Linked DNA regions of Rattus norvegicus: region 2 is linked to region 1. Evidence: chromatin contacts called from public Hi-C data. All regions are on one chromosome and are shown on one strand. Each heading gives the region's core, a stretch centred on a gene start, on an enhancer-like site or on the middle of the called end of the contact. The rest is flanking DNA. Distances are from core to core; before and after follow the strand shown. Region 1 holds the start of Hnrnpa2b1 (heterogeneous nuclear ribonucleoprotein A2/B1). Region 2 holds the start of Hoxa9 (homeobox A9).

Region 1 (6,020 bases), core at 2,285-4,784:
AACTTTGGACTTCCTGCATTTCTTGTCTAGACAATGCCTTTCTAACTTCTGCATTGTGACCATTTATGGTGTGATATTTCTGCACTGGAATAAAAACAATAATTTGTTAATGCCAACTAAGCAATTTTTAGTGAATGTACCCAGTATTTTTTTTATACAACCACACCTCACGTGCCTAGACACTTACAGACAATCTTATCCACAGGATCATGGTCATCAAAGGTAACAAAGCCAAAGCCTCTTTTTTTTCCAGACTGCCTATCAGTAATTATTTCAATAGTATCAATTTTTCCATATTCTTCAAAGTAATCTCTAAGGTGATGCTCCTCAGTATCTTCCTTAATTCCACCAACGAACAGTTTCTTCACAGTCACATGGGCTCCTGGTTTCCCAGACTCCTACAATAAATACAAAGTTAAATTCTGACAGAAAAAACCTTGACTACATCTTACATGTCCATCTTAAGACAAATTCTCCAGATGTTACAATAGGTTTAAAGAGGTTTGTATTGAGAAACATGTACAAAAAATGCACAGTATAAAAAGAAATGAGATCAATGTGCTTAGGTTTTCCTTACCTCTCTTGCCACAGCACGTTTTGGCTCAACCACCCTGCCATCAATGGAATGAGGCCTTGCAGCCATGGCAGCATCAACCTCAGCCATAGATGAGAAAGTTACAAAGCCAAATCCTCTTGATCTTTTGCTTGCAGGATCCCGCATAACCTTTAAATTCAGAAGATAATTCATCGTATTAGGAACTAAAAATATCAAGTAGAATGTTTTAACACTGATTTTATTCCATATACTATTCACTCAAAAAAAAAAAAAAACAAAAAACAAATCAAACCAGACTTTCAGAGTTAACGTACCACACAGTCTGTGAGCTTTCCCCATTGCTCGTAGTAGTTTCTCAAACTTTCTTCTGTGGTTTCAAAGCTTAAGCCACCAATAAAGAGCTTACGGAACTGTTCCTTTTCTCTCTGCAAAGGAAAACACCATTTCAATTTTTATTTACATTTTCTCTTTGTATGCAGGAAATTAAATTCTTAAATATGAGGTGACCTGCTGGCAGAGTACCTTTTTCCTCTCCAAAGGAACAGTTTCTAAAGTTTTCTGGGGGGAAAAAAAAAACTTACATCAAATTTAAACCATATGTTAAACTGCATTAGTTGTGTTACACCAAAAATTGTCTGAGCTGAGCTATACAAGTTTCAAAGTCACTAACACTTGGTCTAACTTTTAATTCACATAAATTTTTCTTCACAAAAAAAAATTTTTTTTCAGAAAAACCATGCCCAACTCTGAAGTCATTTAAAGGGTATTAAAGAATTCTTTTGAAATTCATTAAATCCTACAACCCAAGCACAGAGTAAATTATTTTTAAATAAAAAAAAAAAAAAGGCCCTCACTAATGTTTCTAAAACCACCACTTCCAAACACTTCCAAGACTGAGTTTCGGCAAAGTGGCATATTTGCTTTTCCTTATACTGCCCCCTCTGGTGTAAATTTTGACTACCTCAAGAGAAAAAATCCTGCAACTCTGAAACAAGCTCCATGAAGAACTCTGAGACTCCAGATGTATCACCTTAAATCTGTGATTTTTGTCTTGTTATCATCAAAAACCAAGATGTTAACAAACTAGGACATACTCTCCAGAACCTATTATGATTGCACAAAAAAATGAAAAAGCAAAAAAAAAAAAAATCACAAAAAATTCCGTATTGTTCAGCCCAAATCTATTAATTTCTCTAAAATATGCTTAAAAAGCCAATGTTTACTACATTTTTGTGTTCTAAATTTTAATAGAAATGAACAAAATTGTTTTTTTAAATAGTCAAATAACTACATTTCAATCGGTTTCCAAATGGAGTTTTGAGACAATTCTACAAAAATGTCAGTAAATACGTTTTCCTTAATCTAAATCACGAGTATTAAATACACGCAGTTTTCATATCACTAACAAAAAGCAAAAGCTCATTACTTACCTCGTAGATTTTTCCAAACTTACCAGACGTCCACTATCGATTATAAACAAGGTTATTTTTTTAAATGTGCTTGGCGTCAAAGAAAATAACCAAGTAGACCCCTTACAACTCAAACTTAAAAGCTTATCAATGTAACGATCCATCATGATTACAAACAAAAATAAAAAAATCGAATGACCAAGTTCAAATATATTGTGATCTCGAAGTAAGCTTTATAGAGCTAGCACATGGATTATTGTTCGCTGAGCCATGCTGAGTGAAGGCTACGAAAAGTCAGTTATTTCACTTCCTAATTGTGGCCACGTGTTAAGGATCCGTTTATTTTACCAACAAACACTAAGATTTCCTTAAAAAAAATGCTCATAATACGAATAATTCCATACAGGAGGATCCTTTCGGGTGATAAAAGTATCCTGCAATAAAATAAAAATCACCCTCCGCTCAAGATAGCGTAAACTCCCTAGGGTCTAAGATGAGCGCTCCGATTTTCCACTTTGATTTTCCTACTACTGTTCAAGCGGCTCACCCCGCCACTCGCAATCTTACACTAACTAGGAAAAAAATAAAACGTTCCTTTGCAGCAAGGCAGCCTTCAACTAACTACCCGCCCAGGGTTTGGTTGTACTACGTTATCTTTGGCCTGTTCCAGCGCCGCCGCCACCCCCACCCCGCTCTTCTATGTGGCTTCAGAACGCAATGGCGCCATTTCATCGAGGGGAAGGCAGCCTTTAGCGATGTGCGCAGGACTCTTTAAGATCCAAGCCCAAAACACTTAAATCCACCTCGAAACGCTATGAAATCATCACAAAACGATGGAAAAATCCCTAGGCATGTCTACGCAGACGAAAAAGAGAAAAGCAAACTAGTAACCCAAAGTGTTGAAAGCAAAATCGCAGCGAGGAAGGAGATGGGAAAATGGCGGACGCCAAATCCGGTTCCCGGGAGGGGGGAGGGGAAGCTTCGCAGAATCACTCCGGGGACCAGGGGGCCCCCGAAACGTTCCGCCACGAACATAACCGGATCCTTAGGCCGCGCACATCGAGAAGAGAAAGCGATGGCCCTCTCCTGCGCTCCTTTAGCGGTCCAGCCGCGTCGCGGCGGCCACGTCCCATCCCCCACCCCAGCAAAGGGAAATGGCGCCCGGCGGCTGAGGGCGGGGAAGGCGCTCGGACAATCGGGCCTCCGACAACGACGCCTCAGAAACTCGCCAAGGCCAACGGCCACTCGAGTGGCCGTATTCCCTCTGCCGGACCACGGAGGCGGGTGTCCGGTTTCCATTGCGGTGCCTCCGGCCTCACCATGCCCTTTCTAATAACTCATTGATTTCAAACCCGTTACCTCCATCGCGGACTCAGTCGCTTCAGCTCGATTTCCCGCAGCCGAGCGAGAAGAGAAAGACCTCCGCGGACGGACACGCACGGGACTCGTCCTGACGCTGTGGTGAGAGCAGCCGATGGCCAAGAAACTGCGCCGCACGGAGCACCTGCACACGGGACCGGCGCCGCTGCTACTGCCGCTGGAGCCGAGACCGCCGCTTTTCTAGAACCTTCCCCCACTAACGCGTCTCCGCTTACGTCAGGCCGTTACGCAAACGTCCTAACCGCCGCCAATGGCGGGAAGGGCCTACACTCTCCTTACGCCAAGTACGTGCTCCTCCCCCTTTAGGTATAGCGGGACTGGTTTACATGACTTGCGCAACTGGCTTCAGTGAATTGCGGAAGGCTCGTGCTCAGCGTGTTACTACGTCCGGAACTAGGTCCGGCCCCCACCTCCGCGTAGGGAGCCGAGAAACGGTCGCGCAGTTTGAAATTAACGCCGTCGGGAGGGGCTTAGGCTGGAGCTCTGGCGTGCGGCCCTCTCCACCAAAGCGCCCCCTCTGCAGCTACGCCTTTGCCAATCCTGTCTCCGGGTTTTCGAGCCACACAAATAGTTCTACCTGTCCCAAGGGGGCTCCTCACTCGGTCCCTCCCAGAAGGACTTGTAGTCCAAGTACAATCCCCAATGCCAAAAGCCTTGGGAGCCCGCGCCCAGTAAGAGGTGGTGCTTAAAGAACCCGGCTGTTGAGCTCCCCGGCCCTCGAGCTCCGGGTGAGGTGGGCGGAGCCCTGCTTTGGCGCGCTTTGAGACTGAGAAGCCTCCGCCGTCCTGCCTGCCTTCCCCCACCCTCGGGAGACCCCCGGGCGCCACGCAGCGAACGGTGAGCGGCGCGCGCGCCGCCCCCCGCAGGACGCGTTCCCGGCGGGCCCCGCGCGGCCAGGGCGTGGGCGGTGCCTCCCCCTCCCCCCCAGCGGAGCTGCCCGCGCCCCCTCCCCTCGGATGTGGCTGAGCTGAAGCGCGCAGGCGGGAGACTCTGCAGGATCCGCGGCCCTGAGCATCTGAGCGGTGAAGTCCGAGGCTTGCTTTCTATCTTGCGCGTGGTGGGGGTTAGGATGCTCTGTGCGCCCGAGCTTGCGGGGAGCCTGCGGGCCCCAAGCTCCGCCGTGGGCCGCGGGCAGGGGGGAGGCTGGCTCGGGCCTTGCTGAGGCGCCGCTCTGGTGAATGGGGAGATGGTACAATCGTGCACGAGGGTGGGAGCCGGATGACAGCTGCCTTGACTCCAGACAAAGCGCGGCCCTCCCCTCCCCCAGCCTCGCCGCGGGCCCACAGGGAGAGCAGTGCAGGCTCTGCAGCTGCGAGGCCTGAGGCCCCGGGCTTCGGCGCGCTCCCGGCTACGTGGCCGCCGCCGCCGGATGGGGGAGGCGCGGGCCCGTGGCGCAGTGCCCTTGAGCCCCCGCCGCCGCCGCCTTTGTTTCTCCCCGCGGAGGCGCTGACCACGAGGCCCGCTCTCTCGAATGGGGGACGGGCTACCCAGCTTGGTCTCTCGACGCGGGAATGGAGCTCGGAAGGGGCCCTCCTCGAAGGAGAACGGGCGTGAAGGAGGTCGATTTCTTCGGTTCTTATCAGAACAGTACTTGAGGCAGGAGGATTGCCAATCTGGACTAGAGATAGTGATTACCGTCGCCGCCCCCCCACACACACACCCGGAGAAAGAAAAAGGCTAGGAAATAGGACTGAGACATCTTAATGTGTTCCTTTTACATCGTGATTGAAGAGGGAGGGCTTCTGAAAAAATAAGGATGGAATTATATGAGCTCCTTGGAGTATTTAGAAATCTAAAGAAAAAAAAGTTGTATGGTTATTAACCGACAAAAGGTAAATAATAATAGTAACTGTTTTGGAAACAGAAGATTGCCTTTCATTCAAAATAAAAATTGAAATTGTAAAAATTCTATTTGAACTGAAAAAGTAATTCTCACCAACTAAAGTCTGAGGTACCAGTGTTCCTAGTAAGATTATTTTTACTAACCTCTAAAGCACTGACATACTGAAGTTATTAGTTACATACTGATAACACAGGAACTCAGAACTGTTTCCTTGCATTTTTACCCGAGATTCACAAGTTGAAAGCCACACAAAACTTGTAGTTGCCTTTTGTGTGTCATGAAAATTTAACCGTCCTACATTTTTTTTTCTTGCAATAGCTCTTCAAGTCTCCGATTAAATTTTAAAAATGGCCTCCAATAAAACTACATTGGTAAGTTTGTGAAAACCTAAAACATAATACTCTTAACTGAAGGGGGTTTTTTTTGTATAAAAATTAAAAGCTAAGAAAACATGTGGTGGTGGATCTCTTTGAATTTGAGGCCAGCCTGGTCTGCTGGTCTGCAGTGTGAGTTCCAGAACAGTCAGAGCTACACAGAAAAACCCTGTCTGGGGGTGTGGTTGGGGGAATTATAACCCGTGCAGGACTTGGTTGTGCATTCCTTAATCCCGTCATAACTGGGTGAATTGCTGTGATTTAAAAGGCAGCCTATTGAGTCCAGGTACTTATCAGCACTCAAAACTGAGTTTGTTAGGATAAAATAAGGCTTCCCTTAAGAACGGCCACGATGCACCTTTTAAAACAGTGTTGTACAGCTTTTGCTGGATGTTTTTGTTTTTGAGGTAATAATGCGTGTGAGTTATAAAACGGTTCAATCTCCAAAGCCCAAGGAA
Region 2 (5,477 bases), core at 1,453-3,952, 780 kb after region 1:
GAAATCCTTACAGCTAGTTTACAGTTGTAGGTTAACAGTCTAGTTACACAGAAGACGTATCCCACTACAGAGCTATACTCTATGCGACAGCTTCTCTTCCCCCATAAACAACCTGAGTTCAAATTGAATTCTAGCATCCACAATCACAATGGGCACTTCACCCAGCACAGAAGTTTGAGTCACAAAACATAATTACCACAATAAAACACAGTGTTCAAGTATTTTGGCAGAATGCTCTGCCACACGAAGAGCAAATTAAATTAGCTACAGAGACTAAAAACTATACAGCCAGTCATCAACAGTTGTGCATTATATAAAAAGGTAGTTTTCTTTCCTTTTGCTTAAAGTCGGAAGCAGGTAGATTTTTTTTAAATATATATATATACAAGCTAGCACATACAGACAACAGCGCTAATGCCCTCCCTTGTGTGTGTGCCTTCTAGAAAACGGAAAGCTTACAATACCTCCTCCATTAAAGCCGAAGGCCTAGGACCCAGCCTGAGCAGGGACTGCCAGGGAGACATGAGGCCTGGGATTTAGAGCCCCTTTGTGCGGGTGGTGGAGGCTGGGTTTGGGAGAGGGGAGAGAAAGGGAGACAGACAGTCCTTTCTTTTTCTTTCTAGCTTGCTCTCTTTTTTTTTAAACGAGCCCCCCAAAGGCTCACTCGTCTTTTGCTCGGTCCTTGTTGATCTTCTTCATTTTCATCCTGCGGTTCTGGAACCAGATCTTGACCTGCCTTTCGGTGAGGTTGAGTAGCCGGGCCACTTCGTACCTGCGGTCCCGTGTGAGGTACATGTTGAACAGAAATTCTTTCTCCAGTTCCAGCGTCTGGTGTTTTGTGTAGGGACACCGCTTCTTCCGAGTGGAGCGAGCATGTAGCCAGTTGGCGGCCGGGTTATCTGTGGAGGGAGAGAGACACGGGGTTTAGAAGGAGAAGGGTCCCGGGTGGGTCTGAAGGAGCCTCTTGGGGGTCTCTGGTCGAAGTGCAGGATGCGGCTGAATTGGTTAGAGAAAACACAATGAAGCCCTAGCAGACAGACCCACGGAGGGTCACAACAGCGCCGGGAAAGTCTCAGTTCCCCCTACCATCCCCACCCTCCTTTCGCCTCTCCTGTCTCCTCCTCTTCTTCTTTCCACAGTCTGCATATTGTGAAAGGGTGAAATTTGGAAACCATTTTTTCTTTCTTTTTCTTTTTCTTTTTCTTCCTTCCTTCCTTCCTTCCTTTCTTTCTTTCTTTCTTTCTTTCTTTCTTTCTTTCTTTCTTTCTTTCTTTCTTTCTTTCTTTCTTTCTTTTGCCAGTAAAGAGCAAGCTATCCTGAGTTCTTGTGGCAAGATTAATCTCTCTCTCTCTCTCTCTCTCTCTCTCTCTCTCTCTCTCTCTCTCTCTCTCTCCCCTCCCCCCCTTTCCCCAGCTTCCTCGCAACTGCCCCCACTCTTTATTTGACCTTCCCGGAAGGCCGTGGGAACTACGCGGGAGGCAGGATGCCCCAGGGCCTTTGATCAGGGCTCCACTTTATTTGAATAAATCTGGCAAAGGGACCCTCGTGGTTCCAAAGCCCGTAGCCTCATCTTGGGCAGGATTTCCGCCGCCACCGGCCGAAAGCAAGAAATGGAGGGAATCGGAGGTCTCCCCAAGCGTCCCGGGTCAGATTGCCCGGCTGACGTCGCTGCCACAGTTCGTGCACAATCTAGCCGCACAAAAGACTTCTCTGCGCTGCTTTCGAAGAACCGCCCAAAGTCTGTCTGTCCTAGGCCTGGGCAGCTTAGGAGAGGGGCGGCGGGTCTCGGCTCCACTCGCTCGCCCGCCCCGCCCCCTCGTACTGCAGTATCCTCCTCCCTTTCCCCTAGCTGGCCCGGCCTGATCCACACGGTTCTCTGGACTTGGGGCCCCTATCAGAGGTGTTCCAAACACCAACTTCTGGTTCTCGGGCCCTAGATTCAGAGGCACCCATCGAGAACGAAGGCAGGCTCGAGAGAAAGCTGATGCGCTGGTAGATCCTGGTGGCCTGCGTGGAGGCAGCGGCCGATTTGCAGGAAGGAGACACTTACTGGGATCGATGGGGGGCTTGTCTCCACCGCTCTCATTCTCGGCATTGTTTTCGGAGAAGGCGCCTTCGCTGGGTTGTTTTTCTCTATCAACTGGAGGAGAACCACAAGCATAGTCAGTCAGGGACAAAGTGTGAGTGTCAAGCGTGGGACAGTCACCCCTTCTGGCCGACAGCGGTTCAGGTTTAATGCCATAAGGCCGGCTGGAGGGTAAGCCCGCGAAGGAGAGCGCACCCGGCGTGGGCTCCAGCCAGGAGCGCATGTACCTGCCGTCCGGCGCCGCCGCCGCCACGGGCGCCTGGGGGTGCACGTAGGGGTGGTGGTGGTGGTGATACACCGCAGCAGGCACCGCATTGGCGCCTGCCGCGTGCACTGGGTTCCACGAGGCACCGAACACCGCCGCCTTGGACTGGAAGCTGCAAGGGCTGAAGTCGGGGTGTTCGGCCAGCGCTGCCGCCTGCCTTTGGGGTTGGCCCAGGGCCCCTGGAGCGTAGCGTCCCGCACCCAGCTCGTCCGCAGCGTCAGCGCCTAGCAGGAAGGAGTCCACATAGTAGTTGCCCAGGGCCCCGGTGGTAGCCATCGCAGTAGCCCGCGCCTGGCCGGCCCAGCCCGACCCGCCGAAATTATGAAACTGCAGATTTCATGTAACAACTTGGTGGCACCAGGGGGGGTGAAGTACAGTCACCTAATAAGTTGCCGGCGCCCGCGCCCCCATTGGCCACGCGCGTCACGTGTCCGCCCAGCAGAACAATAACGCGTAAATCACTCCGCACGCTATTAATGGCCCGGTGTTTTGCAGTCATAATTTTTATAGCAAAAGCCATATGTTTTTATGCAAAGGGATCGCGCAGCTCCACGATCTGGTTTGTTTTAATTGTGGCCAACGAAGATTAAAAGATCAAATCTGGCCTTGCCTCGGTACTCTTCCTTGCCACCCCCTCTACACACACACACACACACAAACACACACACACACACACATACCAGACACACACACTTCTTAAGCGGACTATTTTATATCACAATTAATCACGCCATCAGGAAGGCGCGGGTCCCGCGTGCGAGCACGGCCAGCAGAGCCCCTCACATAAAATTAGACAATAATTGAAGCCATAAAAAAGCAGCCAAATCGCATTCTCACTCCACTGTATTTAAATCTATATTTATGATATTTCATAAGGAGTTATTGTTTCGGAAGCCACACAGGCTGGTGGAAAGTCAGGAACGACCAACAGATTCGTTTGCCTCGCTGCGGCTCCCTGTAAAAATTTATGGGGACTTGGAAAGGTTAAATTAGACTGTTGTGTTTGGTTGGTGAGCGCCCTGTAAATAATTCTTGCAGTCCTCAGAGATGTGAGCCCCCTCCCGCACCCCCTCCAGGCCCCGGCCCCAGGCCGGCCTCGAAAAGTCAAATACAAGGCTCTCTCCACCTCAAACAGTGTGACCACCGCCCTTGTCGCGATGCACCATCGATGATACCACCAACCTAAAATGCGCTACTGACCCTAGTTAGATTGGAAAGCCAGCCAGGCGCTTGCACAGCACCCAGATCACCCTTGCTCCACAAGGGAAGGCTCCACAGAGGAACTGCCAAGGAGAGGACTGCCAGCTACCCTCTAAGGTTTGTGTCACAAACGCCCTGCTGTGTCACAAGCGCCACGGCCCACATCTTTGAGCACAAAATGCTCCACGAATTTTCTTCCCTATCCAGCCGGTTCTAAGCTCCATCATCCATATGCCTAGTCACTATCAGTACCAGAGGAGTTCGTCTTGCTGAGGGCTCGCCTCTCCTAAAAGAGGAGCACGGGCACTTAAAATGGCCATCTCTGGGCCCTGTATGAACCTCCCTGGGATCCTTCCCTCCTCTGTTCTTTCTTCTCATTCCTCTCCCACCCCACTTCTCTCCCTTCCTTCCTTTTGCTTCCCTTCCATTCCCTTTTCCCTTCTTTCCGTCCTTCCCTCTCCCTTTTCTTTTTCTTTTCCCCTCTCTATCTCCAGCAACCCTGCCTTGGTTATCCATGAAACAGAACAACAGAGATCCAAGAGCCAACACTAGAGGACTGCAGCTCAAGTCCAGTGCTACAGAGGAACCCAGGAGGAGCACTGGACATTGACTTTAATCTCATCCTTTGGACAAATGGAGGATGTTGTTTTTCACCCTTAGAATTTTGGGGGATGAGGAAAAAAGTGAAAAGGCCACAGTCACTGTTGCTAATGGGAGGGATGGTGGCCCCATCCCAATCTGGAACACAAAGCATCAAACTCCTAGGAGCTGTGTAATTAAATTCACGTGTGGATTCTGTGCCCTCCAAGAGTATGTTTCTCATTACTTCACTTCGCTATCCACAAAACTGCTGGCTGGAGACATTTCCACCTTTGTTTTTACTTTCTTTCTCAGAAATAGTTCAAGTAAACACTTTCCAACACTGGCGGATTCCTGTCTCAGGAGACAAAGATCCCCCCAAAATATTAGGCTCTACACCAAAGAGGGGCTGTGAAGCTCTCTGGGAATACAGACTCCCTCCTTTGCTCGTAGGCAGGAAGGAGAAGAAAGTGGCCAACACCAGCAACTGGATGTGGCCTGTCCTGACTGCCTCAGTCCCCTCCCCCTAATATTTTCCTTTCCCTACAAATTCCTCCAAGTCACACACACCCCAACACAGCCCAAGGTGTTCTAAATATCCGGCAGTCCTCTGAGGTTCAGGTTTTCATTAAAGCACTAATCCTGGAGCATAACTCTGCTCTTAGTTGTAAATAGTAGAGTACTCCTGGCTGGCTTTTTCACTTTTTGCATTCAGAGAAGATGTGTCACCACCACCACCACCACCATCATCATCATCGTCATCATCTTCTTCATCATATCCTTATTATTATTAATTAAAATACATTTTAAAAAACCCTGTAGTCTCCAACTAGAAAAATCACAAAGGAGCACGCATCGAGTATTAAGCAGCTGTTTATGTGTGGCCAGAAGGGGAAAAAAAATCCTAAAAGCAGATACTGTCCTTGTAAGTCTAGAAACTTGATCCTAAAGCGTACATGTTTTTATTTCTGCTTTCTTTTGGATGAGAAAGGAGTTGTATACACATCTAGAAATAATAAATGGATGAATCACACACCACCTCATTCTCAACCGAGAATCCTCCTAAAACTGTGGGCTTTGAAATAAATCCAATACCTGGATCCAGAAACCAGCAGAGAAGAATTGGGGGGAACCGGGTGGACTGGTCATTCAGATAACAGGTTGTTGACTGAGTAATGAAAACAATTCCCATGCATCAGCATGAGCCGGGAAGGGAAACAGAGTTCTGCGGTCTCGGTAGTGCCTATGTCGTTGGTGGGAAAGAGTGGTTTGTTTTCAGTCTTCTGTATTAAGAGTGGTTAGGCTGGTTTTCTTAGATTAGAATTTAGTCCAGTACCCCAGTTTGTG

The links. A called contact is a pair of places that touch in the nucleus more often than the background predicts.
Region 2: a contact with region 1 is called in a Hi-C map of kidney, with 6 times the contacts expected there. The contact joins the promoter of Hoxa9 here to the promoter of Hnrnpa2b1 in region 1. A contact is called at or near these places in 2 of 12 Hi-C or Micro-C datasets (Schwann cells and kidney).

Annotation. Positions count from the first base shown.
Region 1 is chr4:81,872,352-81,878,371 of GRCr8, forward strand. Hnrnpa2b1 (heterogeneous nuclear ribonucleoprotein A2/B1) reads right to left here and starts at 3,535. Exons shown (of 12, transcript NM_001104613.2): 1 at 3,325-3,535; 2 at 1,079-1,114; 3 at 871-981; 4 at 578-724; 5 at 188-398; 6 at 1-84. The coding sequence starts at 3,330. It overlaps Cbx3 (chromobox 3), which reads left to right and starts at 4,328. Exons shown (of 6, transcript NM_001008313.2): 1 at 4,328-4,367; 2 at 5,507-5,559. The coding sequence starts at 5,536.
Region 2 is chr4:82,654,346-82,659,822 of GRCr8, forward strand. Hoxa9 (homeobox A9) reads right to left here and starts at 2,703. Exons shown (of 2, transcript NM_001401868.1): 1 at 2,051-2,703; 2 at 1-899. The coding sequence starts at 2,627. The coding sequence ends at 661.